2 separate regions of the Muntiacus reevesi genome follow, and region 2 is linked to region 1. The links are chromatin contacts, called in public Hi-C maps. All regions are on one chromosome and are shown on one strand. The core of a region is the stretch at or near the end of the contact, and the rest is flanking DNA. Distances in the headings are between cores, read along the strand shown.

Region 1 (2,910 bases), core at 201-2,700:
TTGCTTGGGAGACTTGCTCTGATCAGTTGGTGCTTGAAAAGAAAATAATCTCAGGAGGTGAAAACTGGGAAGAACTACAATACCCTCCGCCCCCCGCCCCTGATTCCCAGTCTTCCCCATTCCTACTTTTTTGTCCTCCCAAAACATAAAACAAAAGCCCACAAGTTTTCATCTGCCAGCCACCACTGAGATCGGGTTATCTTGGGGCTTGAAAGCACATGAGTTCCTGCAACCCGACTGGGGTGTCACTTATCTGCTCCAAGTCATCAACCCACCGAGTAGTTTACGTCTGACGCCTTCTGAGGCCGGGCTTCTTGGGCGTCTGCTCCACTGAACCGGCGTTGGGGGAACCGTCTGAAACATTTTCTTCTGTTCTGTTGGCTCTTTTGTTTTGAGGAGAGGAATCTAAGGGCAAGAGGGAATTTTAAAAAGAACACACACAAACAATCATTATTAGAAAAAAACAATGGCCGACAGAAGTGAGCCCCAAGAGTCAAGGGACAAAAAACCCACCACCTCCACCCACAATCCTGGGTCCGTCATTCCCCGTGGCCTTTAAGAGCACAAAATGAGGTTGTTTTCACATAACAGAAAGTGTATTTTCTACGCTCCAAAGCTCTCTCTCCAAAGCGAAGAAGGAGGCAGTTGATAAACATCCCAACGGTGTCACATACCTACCGCTGTCTAGCTGGGAGGAGCCGCGATGTTTTCAGTTAGAGAAATGATCAGATAACACAATCTCAAGCTTCTGACTTAAAAGTCATAAACAGACAACCACGCAACTAAATAAATAGCATGTACAACATCACAGTAGGAAAGTGCGCTCCCCCCCTCCCCCCGCCTCCGCCCCAAAAGCTAAGTCAGAACGCGCTGAAAAGAAAGCTGCGGTTAAAGACCCTCAAGCCAGGGAAGGAGCGCGGCAGATAGACAGAGACAGACATTTTACACATCGGAAAGGGTCACTACCGTCTGCGGCAGGTCGCTTCCTTATCCCAGGGCACTGCTCCGCTAACCCGGTCTGGCTGTCCGGAGCATCAGTCTTCTGATCGACCAAATGCGTGTCCTCTGGGTTTGCCTGAGACCCAAGTAAAGGCACCGCCGGGCGGGCCCCGCTGGCATCCTGGCCTTCCTGCGCCGGCACCTTGCAGGCGCCTTTGGGTGGCCGCGGGGGTCTGTAGTAGAACTCGGGCAGGCTGCCCTTTTCCACCTCCTGCCACTCGTACTTGCCCTCCAGGGGCTTGTGATTCTGAAAATCAAAATTCCACTTGCGCTGGCTGGCCTCTTCCATGTCTCTGCAGTGCTTCTCCAAGTCCCGGGTTAACTCTTCGTGATTGACCGGGCCAAAAAGGTTTCTGCAAGCCGAGGGCTTGGGGTACTCCGCCTGTCTGGCGTCCATCCGCTCCAGGCTCGGGCTCCCGTTAGACACTCGCACGTTTGACATCTTCCTCCCGGGGGGTGGGGTGGGGGTGGGGGGTCTCGGCGACTGAGGCTCTCGCGCGCGCGCTCTCTCTCTCGCTAAACAAAACCGAACAAAACAAAACGCCCCGACCCAGCCCGAGCCCCTCTTTATAAGCCCTGCGCCGGCCCCTGGAGCCAAGAGAAACAAACGCGAGCCGAGTCAGCGCCCGAGCTTCTAGGCGCGCGCGGGGCTGGGGGAGGGGGCGAGGGGCAGCCCCCCGGGGCCAGACAGCCCCGATCCCGGCCGAGCAAGCGGGAGGGCGGGGAGCGGAGGGGAGGGGAGCCGAGCGCCGCCGGGACAGGAGGGGGCAGAGCCGCTCCGAGTCCGGGCCGCCGAGAGCCCGCGGGTCCCGCCGCCCAAGCGCCTTCTCCAAACCTTGCGGGTGTCGCGGAGTCGCGGAGCGGCGAGAGAGTGAGCCCAGTGGAAAGCAGGGAGGAAGAAAAAAAAACACCCCCGAAAAGACGAGCCCCCTTTTTGGAGTTGCCCAATATGGCGGTGGAAGGGAGGCTGACGAGGGAGAAGATGATTGACACCGCGAGTCTATTTAAACAGAGGAGGAGATCATTGGTCGCGGCGCCGGGAGCCGCCCCGCCGAGGCTGGCGAACGCGGCCTTAAGGTGGCCCGGCCGCGCCTCTCCGCCTCCCGGGCGCGCCGCCGCGGCCGCCGCCGCTGAGCGCGCGGCCGGGACCCGGGGCTGGTCGCGTGACTGCGGGAGGCGCACGGCTTGCCAGCAGACCTGCTCCGGCTGGCCTCGGAGAAATTACAAATAAGACAAACAAGCTCGCCAAACGGCCGGGGAGGGGCCTGGGCAGCGGCGCCGGCCGGCGGGTGTTCTGATCCCGGGCGCTGCGCGGGCCCGCGCGCCACTGCTCTGGAGTCCCGACCTCCCCGGCTCCTCGCCCTGGAAAGCGGGGGAGAGCGCCAAGGTGCTCGGCCGCCGGTGGTGGTGCCCCTGACTGGCGATCTTGTTTACCCCTCACTCGCCGAGCAGGGGATGGGGGACGCAGGGTGGGAGCTCGGCCCCCTAGCTGGGCTTTCCCCCGGGGGGCCCCAGTCGCTCACACGGCGGGGGAGGCGGGGAGCCCCTCGGCCTGGGTGCCTTAAGCTGGGGGTGAGCAGTGGTTAGTTCACCCTTAACCTAGAAGTCTTTGCGATTTCTAGGGGAGGCTAGGAGCTTAGGGGAGAAGCCTAGGAGGACGTCTTTCTATAAATTACCCTGGAATAGATGCAGTCTTTATCATGTATTCTGAACCCAAGGTCTCCTTCAATAAAAAAATGAGAAAGGATTGCAAGATCAAAAAGTCAACTGGTCTCCCAAGTCCCTAATAAACTTTGTAGCTGTCTCAGACACGCTTAGTTTAAAAAAAAAAAAAAAAAAAGCGAGGTTACACCCCTGGCCCAGGTTCTTGCCTCCCAAGTACAGTTCACTGACGCGGGCTGCGTGTGGGAA
Region 2 (2,910 bases), core at 259-2,758, 130 kb after region 1:
ACTGACATTTCCCAACAAAGATGTCTTCGGGGAACCAACGTCCCAAATCTAATACATTGCAAATGGAATATTTTATTCCTACACACAAATTCTGGCTCATGGAGCAGTTCACTCGGAGTGTGCTTTTCCGTCATTAATCACATCTCTGTTATGTGATATCCACGTGAGTACTTCTCAGTAGAAGCAGCTTCATGCTCAAATGCTCAAAGAACACTAGAATAAAGCTCCGATTGTCCTACCCAGTGATTCCAAGTCCTGGTGTGTCACCAGCTCAGGTCTCTATTTCCCAAAGTGTGCAATGCCGTTTCAAAACAAAGCTATTAAAATCCAAACTTTAAAATGCACGAAGTGTGTGAAGTAAACTCAACGGGGGTCTTGCACCTCCCAAAAGGTGGTGAACCTCTGGTCTAATTTACAGACGATTCTGTGCTGCCCAAGCACCGGGCACACAGTGCTTGAAAAGGACACACTTTTCAAGAGCATGTTAGGCTACTCGTGCTCGTTACATTTACAAATGTAAATAGAAATAAGTAAATAGAAGCACAATAAAACCATAAATGTTAGGAGCATTCAGGTGGGGGCTTTCTATGACAAACAGGGAGAGCTGACTGCCTGAGCCACCTGAGCGTGATTTTTCTTAAATTACCTGTAACTTCTCTCTCCTAAGAGCCCGCAGTGCCCTGCATTTTGGATTCGTCACTTTTAAAAGAGCGATTGTAATTCTCTCAAATCATTGTTTGCGTTTCTTCACCCTGGGGAGGCAGCTGGAAACAGCCCAAAGAGGAGGAAAAGGCTCTGCGCCTCGCTGGGGCGGGGAGAGGGGGGAAACCCTGAAATACCTGTTGGGGCGCAGCCCTACGCGGCCGAGAGCCGGCCCGAGGGTCGGGGATCGGGGGCCCCGGGGGCAGCCGGCGCGCGGGCGCGGAAGGAGGAGGCCGCGGGGCCGCCTCCCCCGGCCACCCGGCTCCTCCCAGCGGCGCCCGCGGAACCTGCCCCGGAGTCGCCGGGCCCCGGAACGGAACGTGACCCGACCCCTCCCCGGGCGGCCGCGACCAGGCGCCGAGCCGCGCTCCGGGTTCGGGCGGGCGCACGGCCCCGCCCGTCGCCCACCGCCCTGCCCTGCCTGTCTCCTCCTTTCCCCGGGGCTCCGCTGAGTTCATTCACTGGGATTGGTTTCAAGTGACGCCATCTCTTTATTTTTAAACCAATGACCTCATCCGCGCTTGAAGTTTCCTGACCAGCGACTCTTTCTCTTTCCCCCCAACCCCCCACCCCACCCCACCCCCCGCCTTTCCCCCTCTTTCTGGGTACCTCTGTTTGGGGCGGGGGGGCTCTGATCAGTTTTCCAAACGACTATCATCACCTCTCCCGACCCCCTCCGCGTCCCCCCCGCCACCTCCACAGGTTCCTCGCCCCTTTCAACAGTGTTTTTTCAAGGCTGATCGGGGGTTGGTGGGGGGGAGAGAAAGAGTGAAGAAAAGTTGCAAACGTCTCCTCGCTTCCTAAGCCTCCCGCCCCCACCCGCCCCTCCGAGCAGGAGAAGATAATATAGTGAAAAGAAGAGGAGGCGGAGGAGAGCGCGACGGGACGGACGCGGGCGGGAGCGCAGCAAGCCCTCCCGGCTCCGCCGCGGCGCCTCGCGGGTCCGGGAGGCGAGGGGGCCCCGCGGGGAGACGCCGTGACAACTTTCGTTTCCCCCCCGCCCCCCCGAGGGAGCCGCGAGGTCGGCGGCCCCGAAAGTAAGTGGGCGCGCGGACGGCGGGGCGGGTGGGCGCGGGGCCGGGCTCCCGCCGCGCCGGCAGCATGGACGCCGGTCCGCGCGCCCCGCCGGCGCTGCCCTCCCGGCGGCCGGGCCCGGGGTCGAGGGCGGGGTGGGGGCGATCGCGGCCCCGAGCGGCGAGCGCGTGGGAAGCAGAGGCGCGAGGGGGGTGTGTGTGGCGGGGGCCCGGCCCGCGCGGGGTCGGGGCGGCGGCGGCGGCGGGCGCGCGGGCTCGGGCCGAGCGGGCCGGGCGGCCGGGTGCCGCCGCCAGGAGCCGCCGCCGGACGCGGTCCCTTCGCGGGCCAAGCTGCTCACTTCCAGGCGCGACTGTTACACAACACGCCTGCCAAGAGGGGCCCCGGCCTGACTGTCCCCATTATCCCCAGCTCGCCTTCCGTGTGAGCGGCGGGGCCACCTGAGTGGCGACCGGGCTAAGCTTTTCAGCCCACTCGCTTTTCCTCCGGGGACCCCCCTCTCCCCCCGAGGCCGGGTGTTGGGGGGCCGGTGCGCCAGGGACGACTTCTTTATCTGCACCAACCGTAAAACGTGAGAAAGGAAGAAGCCCCGGGAGACGAGTGAAGGTCTGTGTATATCATGTGCAGTTTCATGGAATGAAACACAGGGGAGGAAAATATTTGTGCAAAACGGAAGTTTTCAGGTGCAGCTGCGTTTATTTCCTTGAAATTACAACAGCAACTACACTGTTACTGTGTTTTCTCACTTGAGAAAAATACAAATAGATATTTAAATGAATGGATCCTGCAAAATCCTAAGGAAATGTATCAAACCTCAACTTCAGCCGTCCTAAATAAAGTCCTAGGAGTCTCAACTCGTTTGGAGAAAGCACACCTCCAATCAGCCCGTGATGAATAAAGTGGAGAGAGGAAAAACCTGTTACATAATCTCATTTGCCGTGGGCTTTGCAGTACCGGCCCCTGAAATCAAGGGGAAGTGAGTTAAGATGCAGGGTTTTTAAACCTCTCTGAAGGTTTTATTTACCCACTCTCCTGGCTGCCACTTGTGCTTTAAAAGATTATAAGTAAATACTCTGCTCTTACAAGGGAACCAAACCTATCAAACCTGTTTAGAAAATGACCAGGTATGTTTCTTTCCTTTCTTTTGTGTGTGTGTGTGTTTCTTTTGTGTGTGTG

Evidence for each region. Hi-C and Micro-C count contacts between places; a contact is called where the count stands out from the background.
Region 2: a Hi-C map of muscle shows a contact between it and region 1, with 5 times the contacts expected there. The contact joins the promoter of DUSP16 here to the promoter of CDKN1B in region 1. A contact is called at or near these places in 2 of 3 Hi-C or Micro-C datasets (blood and muscle).

What each region holds. Positions count from the first base shown.
Region 1 is chr1:41,616,410-41,619,319 of mMunRee1.1, forward strand. CDKN1B (cyclin dependent kinase inhibitor 1B) reads right to left here and starts at 1,451. Exons shown (of 3, transcript XM_065941087.1): 1 at 967-1,451; 2 at 276-405. The coding sequence starts at 1,441. The coding sequence ends at 284.
Region 2 is chr1:41,747,960-41,750,869 of mMunRee1.1, forward strand. It overlaps DUSP16 (dual specificity phosphatase 16), which reads left to right and starts at 1,509. Exons shown (of 8, transcript XM_065941098.1): 1 at 1,509-1,739. LOC136159717 (a long non-coding RNA gene) reads right to left here and starts at 1,152. Exons shown (of 2, transcript XR_010661504.1): 1 at 647-1,152.